Linked DNA regions of Mustela erminea: region 1 is linked to region 2. Evidence: chromatin contacts called from public Hi-C data. All regions are on one chromosome and are shown on one strand. The core of a region is the stretch at or near the end of the contact, and the rest is flanking DNA. Distances in the headings are between cores, read along the strand shown. Region 1 holds the start of ABI1 (abl interactor 1). Region 2 overlaps PDSS1 (decaprenyl-diphosphate synthase subunit 1).

Region 1 (3,908 bases), core at 688-3,187, 120 kb after region 2:
ACCTTGTGTGTGCTAGCATCGATAAATTCACAAGACCACTTTTCTCTTTGAAAACTATGTTCACATTTCTATAGATTTAAGAGTATTTTTTAAAAGGCTAACTACAAAGTTTGCAAAACCAAGTAATACAGTAGACATGGTGGGCATTCAACAAGTTTATCTGAACTCCTAAAGTAAAAGCTTGGAAGAAGTTTATGAGATAAATTCCTACTGGTGATACTTAAGATACAATGTTACTAATATGGAAATTGAGAAATATTCAAAATATTCTGAAAACAGCATCTCCTTCTAAAAATAAAGAAAAGCATTTGCCAACACAGAAACTATTGGTTCTTAAAAATGATAATCACATGGGAGGCATTTCTATAAATACTTCAGTTCTGAATTGCAATAACCCGATTCTTGCAAAGCACGTTTGGATTATGTCTTCTCCTAACAGGAGAATTTTTGATCCCATTACATTGATACAAAGGACTCTCTGCTCTTTATTTGCTTCTATAGCAAACTGCTGGTTTACCTAGTTAAAGATCTACAAACCAAACTACCACAACATAAATCACTTCCAATCATTGAAATAAAAACAAACGAGAATCTGTCACAAATAAGGCCCCAAGAATGTCCTAATAAATTTACAATAACATTTCACATTAGGGTCCTAGGACTAAATATGTTCGGTAATCCACCTGGGTTCTGTGCATTTACTTAGGTCGGAAAGAGAGAAACCTCAGAAAAGAAGCAACCGGCGGTTACGCCGTTCTATTTTAAGTTACTTATAAAGCCAACAGTTCAAAAACTTTTGGGGAAGAGAAAGTAAGACATTTTTCCAAGTAGTTAAGAATAATTTATCGTTTTATAATAACGATGGTCCTAACAACCTCTAGAATACATTATGGTGAGGACGGAAGTGAAAATGATGAGAGGGAAAAACACCCGACTTGAAAACGGACGGCCAGGCAAATTTATAAACCTTCAATTAAAGGAATTTCGAGATTAACTTCGCTTAGACGCCCTCCCTCACACCCCACCCGCTTCCTCCTCTCCTCGGGGAGGTCTGTGTAATGTGACTCATGACAAATTTTTATTAAAAAATAAATAAATAAGAGACACACCCTCTGGGTTGAACTGACATAATCGCCCCCACCCGCCCCCCCAAGACACACACCCCGCTTTTCCTCTCCCTCCTGCCGCTCCCCCGCCCCCCCGCGCCTCGTCCCTGCCCTTTCCTCTCCCCGTCCGAGACCCCTCTCCGGACGGAGCGGCAGCCGGCTCTCCCACACAGGAGCCCAGCGAATGGAAGGCTGCTGAGGGCAGCGCGCGACCCGGGGGGCCCAACCCGAAGGGAGGCGGACAGCAGGGGGGCGCCGGGCTGCGGCAGCGGCGAGCTCCGGGTTCCCTCGCCCATTTTCTCTCTCCCCTTCTATCGGTTTCAACCACCACAGCCACTTCCTGTATCGCAGCCCGACTCTCTCAGCCGAGCCACTTGCTCTCCCCGGCTGGGGGTTGGGGTTGGGGTTGGGGTTGGGGTTGAGGTTGAGGCTGAGGCAGCCGCTGAGGTTAGGGCAGTTCCCCACCCCGCCCAGTGGGCTGGTCACTCGGGCGGCAGGCGGTGGATCCTCGGCCGGGCCGGCCAGCGCCCGCCCGCCCGCGCGCCCGCGCTCCTCACCTGTATGTAGTTGTTTTCACAGTAGTCCGCCACCCGGGTCAGATTCTGGTAACTCTCTATCAGCGCCCTCTTGCCAGACGGGATCTCCTCCTCTAGTAACATCTGCAGCTCTGCCATTTTCCACCCCTCCGCATCGCTTCCTCTCGCGTTAAAGAGACAGAGGCAGCAAGGTCCGCGGAGGCGCGGAGCACCTCACAGCCCGGATACAAACCGCCTACCGCCCTCCCGCCTGGTATTGTGGGACGGCACCTCCTCCTCTTCCTCTTCACTCTCTCCACCCGGCTCCACCCACTTCGCGCAGCCGCCTCAATCCCGTTCTCTCGCGATCCTTCGCGTTTTCCCTTCTCCTCCCCACGGGTTTTGGTTTTTGTGTTGGTTTTTTTTTTTTGCGGCATAGTCTTCTGGGAATTGTAGTCTCTCACAGTCAACGCGCACCATTGAAAGCGCATGCGTGTAAGAGGGCCTCCGAAAAAGAACGGGAAGGAACGTAAAGGACGGCCCAGGGAAGGGGTCTAATTGCGAAGTTTCCCAACAATTCCGGCAGGTGGCGCTATATGGTGACGCTAAAGAATAAAATCCTTTCCGGGAGAAGGCTGTGAAAATTGGCAGAATTTGCTTGATTAGGTAACGTCAGTGAATCAGAGATATCAATTCTGATACGGGATTAAGAAGAGCTAGAACATGAAGAAATCCAAATCTTTACTTCCTCTGTCTCTTAGACATAAGACTCTGGCTTTACTTTCTAATCTTCCTACATCCTCAAATTTTCATTTAAAATTTAGCATTTATCATTGACAGTTCTGCACCAAGCAATGTACTAAATATTGGGGTACGAGTTGAACAAGGATACTCCGTACCTGTAAAGACTTGCAATTTAAAAGTAAATACACATTTCAGTGTTACCCGTCCTAATCGCTTTTTCTTTGACTCTTCTTTGCAAATCTCTCCCTGAAGTTAGGTACGCATTGTTCATCTAGGTTGCACAAAATCCTTTTATCTCTTTTAATCAACTGTTTTGTAATAGCGTAAAAGGCCCTATATTTCAAGAGTTTCGTTTAACAAGAACATTAAATGCTTTTGATATAATGAGCTATGAAAAGTGGTGTTCAAAAGCCGAAAAGCAAACTAATTTAAAAATCTACATTTTCAGCTCTCCACTAAGTAATTTCAAATTATAATAACTATAGGAATAATAACATGACCCAATCACATTTTTTTAAAGATTTTATTTATTTTATTTGACAGAGAGAGAGATCACAAGTAGGCGGAGCAGCAGGCAGAGGCAGAGGGGGAAGCAGGCTCCCTGCTGAGCAGAGAGCCCGATGTGGGACTCGATCCCAGGACACTGAGATCATGACCGGAACGGAAGGCAGCGGTTTAATCCACTGAGCCACCCAGGCGCCCCCCAATCACATTTTTAAAAATTGACCCATCACGTAAGCCTGACAATTCACCGACCTGTACCCCTGGGGCAAGTAATACATTGTATGTTAATAAAAATAATTAATAAAAAAAGACCCATCAATAGGTATTTATTGAATATTACCTTTACTAGGGGCCATAAAATGTTCAGTTGTAAAAGGAAAAATTTAAGTCTCCTACATGAAAAAGAAAACTACCCCCAAGCCACAGGATTCCCAGATCTGTAAATCAATAAATAGCTTACTTTCCATAATTACCTGGAATAGACATAATAGTCTTTTTTAATATTTTCATTAATCCAAGCATTATTTTATCCGAGTTCCTGAAATGTGATATATTTGGTGTCCAAATGGGGTGTCTCTGCATCAGATGCGGGTCCCCAAATGTGGGGCCACAATCAGGTGGAAGCTACTAGCAGCAGCAGTTAAAGAATTCACCTGAGGCAGATAAAAGGGGATAGAAGTTTATTGAATACCCCTCAAGGGAGGAGGGGCAGGACAGCAAAGGAGAGGAGGCTGTCTGCAAGGGAGCAGTGGGTTGGAGCTGTTTTTAAAGGGGGAAGGTGAGGAGGTATGGAGACATATGGAATTTTCCCTTTTTTGAAGACTGTGTCCAGTTGTAAGTAGTCGTTTGGTTAGCTAGGGCCTATGGATATTTTGAAGTGGGTCCCCTGATGGGCTTGTCTGTAGATCCAGCCAGGTGGTCGCTATGCCCTTTCTACCTGCCATTGCTCAAACCTTTTTGCCTAAAAACAGCCTTTACAATAAATTCTCTTTTTTTCATGTGATATACTCTTAAATTTGGTCTCCACATGAACCAGATT
Region 2 (4,039 bases), core at 696-3,195:
TGATCCCCCGTGGGGCTTCCCGCAGAGCAGGTAACTCGTGTGCTCTGGGCCTGGGTCACTCCAGAAGAGCCTGTGTCCGCTCTTGGGACCTGTCACTAACCTGCCCACTTAGTGGAGTCCTCGTAAGAGGTCTGTCATCTTTTTCCATAGGTGGGTGAGTTTTGTTGGCCAGTTACTTAAATGAGTCTTTGAATTTTTCCATCTGAGAACACGGAGTCTCGACCACAAGCAGCTCTGGGAAACCGCTTACCCTTCCCACCCAGCTGTTGTTTTGAAATAGGGATTCGTTGGACCCTGCAACTTAATAGAAGCTCCTTCTCTTTGAATTCAGTATTTCTGACATCACTCTGAAGAGCTCTCTGGATAAGTTAGTACAGGGGACTTCGGGATTTCTGGAGGGATCCCGGGATGACAGTGTCCTTCCAATCTGTGTGTGTACGTGGATTTTTTGTAAGAACAGAAACGTCATGTTAAATCTTTTAAGGAGTATGTAAGTTGGATATTGAGCTCTTCAGAAACAAAATGGAAGTGTTTTTTGGTTGTGGTTTTTTTTTTTTTTTTTTTTTTTTTTTTGGTGAGATTACATTTGTTCTCAAATATCCTTTAAAAGATCTTTTCCTTTCTTCTGTTTCTCTTATTTGATAAAGTCACCAGACCCAAATGTCAGCCTGTAGCCGCACTTCCAGCTGCCATGAGCAGCCCCAGCCCCTGCACCAGCTGTCCTGGCTTCTGTCACTGTTGACTAGCTGTCCCTTAGTTACCCAGGTTTTGTGTGAGTAATCTCGCTACATTTATTGATCACCTTTCTAGTTTAGTTTAGTTTAGTTTATGGATACATTTCACAGTTAGAATACGATTTGTCCTGCTCTTCCCCCCGCCCAACGATTTATTTATTTTAGAGAAAGAGAGAAAGCGCGGGGGAGGGGCAGAGGAGAACCCTCAAACTCCCTCCTAAGCGTGGAGCCTGATGCGGGGCTCCCTCCCACTACCCCAAGAGCATGACCTGAGCCGAAATCAAGAGTCCGACATTCAGCTGAGCCACCCAGGTGCCCCTGATTTGTCCTATTCTTAAAAGGTCTCCCTACCCTCAAACTTAAATAGCCTGGGCAAAAATTTTCTTATTTCTTATGAAATCTGCAAGCAGGCAACCGTTGTTCCCGTTAAGGCTTCTCCTTTCTTCTCCACATCGCACACAGTAAGGGGACTGAGGAAGGCCTAGGGGAAGAGTTTGGTATTTGCATATTAAACTTGCACACACTACATGTTTAGAGGAAGGATGTAGTCACACTCACAGCAAATATTTTCTTCACACTTTGCTTTCTCGATGCTTTTTATAATAAAAGGAGTCCGAGAAGCCACCCAATCAGCACATTTTACCACCCCTGTTGGTACGGCAGAAAGAGCTCATGTACCATAAACAAATGATTATCCCAGATGCCCGGAACAGCGTCCCGTCACCTCTGAGCATAGGGCCTTCCAATTTTGGAATGCGGTATTAAGACAAATGCTTACTTGATTTGGCTTTTTACCACCTAAATTGATTGACTTGAGCTTCCTGATGTGTTTCCTATAAAACTTACTCTATTCTTAAAAGGCCAGTAACTAAAACAAATTACCTGTTCTCATTTAAGAACTAACCGTCTGCCGGCCTTTACATTTTCTAAGCATGGGAGCAGCTTCTACGTGTTTAGAACTTTGTTCTGACACATACTTGACTCTGAAAGGAACACTCTTAATTCTTCATCTGTCATCATCCGGTTGAGGTTTTTCTCTGTGTGCCCTATTTTTTTCTTCTAGGATTACTAATACCGTGATGGTGGTTACAGGACAGCAACTTCAGGCTCACTGCCAGGGAGAATCTGGCAACTGCTGTAAGCACTGATGTGTCCAGAACCAAACATAGCTTACCTCTTATGTCATGGAACCAGAAGCTGTTAGAGCTAACGGGTGTCCGCTCGTTTGGTTAAGCAACCTCACGACACTGAGGAGGAGGGTAGGACCCACAGGTGACAGGGCTCACTCAGCTTTGGAGGCTCCAGGACTAGGGCTCTGACTAGTCTAGAGAATGAAGGGATCTGGTGTCCTGACTTCCTGGTTGTTAATGGTGACGATTCTCCCGAATTGTTGCTCCCCAGTGCAGAGCACAGGTTGTCTTCAGTGTACCTGTCTCCTTTTCTCTCTTAGTGCCACAGCTTCACTCTGGTCTTCTTTATAATCCACGACAGTAACATGACTGGCCTCTCTGCCTCCTCTAATTCAGTGGGTCTCAAACTTGGCTGCACATTAAAAACACCTGGCGTGCTTTTCAAATCTTGATGCCCGGGCCAGACTCCGGCCCCCGCCCCGCCCCCACCAGCAGAATCCTAATCCTTAGGAGCAGATCTAGGCAACCCCAAGCTTCCTGACTGACTCTCGTGTGCAGTCAACGTTGAGCACCCTCTGCTCGTAATACCCGCTGCTCAGACACCTCAGTGGCTTCCAGATGTCACTCAGTTTAGCACTAAAAAGTAGAATGCTTAATTCCCACCCTCATCTTGGGCCACTGCTTCTCAGAATGTCAGTAGAATTCGTATCGTCCGGGAATCTGCTAGAAATGCGTGCTCAGGCCCCATTCCCTACTGATCAAGAAGCCTTGAAGCAGTGGCCCAGTAGGTCTCTAGTGATTCCGGTGCAAAAGCTTGAGAACTCTTAGAGAGGGCAGTAAGGGGATTTTAGGGATGTAGCTTGCTCTTTCTTTCTTACTCACTGGTGGACCCAAGACTAGAATAGAAAGAACACCAGAATGAACAAGATCAGCAGCTGCCTCTCCTGGGCACCCGCTCAGTCCTGGGCATGGAGACGGATGTGTCTCTTAGCTCTGCTTCTTTAATTGCTACAGTTTATTGCCCCTGCCCTCAAACCATCTAAACATTTAATCACCTTTTCGTTTTTTCCTGTTGTTATAAACTTAAGTGTTAGAACATTTGATTTTTACAAGAGTAATAAATAAATATTTTCTTTCTTTATGGCTAGTTCCCAGAAATGAATGCTATGATAATGAGACGGTTCAGTTTGCCAGGAGATGTGGACAGAGCTCGACAATATGTATTACAGGTAAGATTTTTTTTGAAGATTTTATTTATTTATTTGACAGATCACAGGGAGGCAGAGAGGCAGGCGGGGGGGTGGGGGGGGGGGAAGCAGGCTCCCTGCTGAGCAGAAAGCCCGATGTGGGGCTTGATCTCGGGACCCCGAGACCACAACCCAAGCCAAAGGCAGAGGCCCAACCCACTGGGCCACCCAGGCGCTCCCCAGATAAATTATTTTACGAAGAAATGAGCCAGGAGCAGGTCAGTGCAGCAGAGTTCTTTAACCAAATAACAGAACAAATTTTAGATGCAAGACCAGGTGTGGTCAATTGTTGACTTGACAAAAACTGAGGAAGAGAAACTTGTATGATCCTTTATTCTTCTAGAACTCTTTCTGAAGACTAATTTAAGTGGTCCTGGGTAAGGTTTGAACATTAGGACTTCTTTAGAGCTACCAAAATTATTTTTTTTTTTTAAGATTTTTTATTTATTTGACAGAGTCACAGGCAGGCAGAGGCAGGCAGAGAGAGTGGGGGAAGCAGGCTCCCCGCTGAGCAGAGTGCCTGACGTGGGGCTCAATCCCAGGACCCCGGGATCCCAAGCCAAAGGCAGAGGCCCTAACCCACTGAGCCACCCAGGTGCCTCTATCCAAGTGATTCTACTGTATCATATGGGCTGAGCCCTGCTGGTTTGAAAGCCGTCTTCCTCAAATCCACTGGCAGCACTGCTGCCCTGCAGTCCCCCAGACAGGCCTCCTGGTACAGGCTTACCTTTGCCACCTCCAGGTTATTGGGTGCTCACAGCCATCCCCTCAGTGTGGACCATCCCTGGTCCCTCCTAGAACTGCCATCAGTGGTCACTCAAGAACCCACAGAGGCAGACTGTTTCACCTTCAGGGGCGGTAAGCTTATTTCAGATATACTGCCACATATCCTCAGAACTTTCCTGTAGAAGCCAGATCTTTGTGCGTA

Evidence for each region. A called contact is a pair of places that touch in the nucleus more often than the background predicts.
Region 1: a Hi-C map of fibroblasts shows a contact between it and region 2, with 3 times the contacts expected there. The contact joins the promoter of ABI1 here to the enhancer-like site in region 2. A contact is called at or near these places in 2 of 3 Hi-C or Micro-C datasets (fibroblasts and spleen).

Annotation. Positions count from the first base shown.
Region 1 is chr6:129,979,026-129,982,933 of mMusErm1.Pri, forward strand. ABI1 (abl interactor 1) reads right to left here and starts at 1,938. Exons shown (of 12, transcript XM_032349671.1): 1 at 1,664-1,938. The coding sequence starts at 1,780.
Region 2 is chr6:129,856,541-129,860,579 of mMusErm1.Pri, forward strand. It overlaps PDSS1 (decaprenyl-diphosphate synthase subunit 1), which reads left to right. Exons shown (of 11, transcript XM_032349684.1): 10 at 3,013-3,093. Among named protein-coding and RNA genes, the nearest start is that of PDSS1, 50 kb to the left of the region's middle. Within about 2 kb of position 1,946, the one cell type or tissue checked has open chromatin away from gene starts, as enhancers often do. A contact at or near this core is called in fibroblasts, where this site is marked.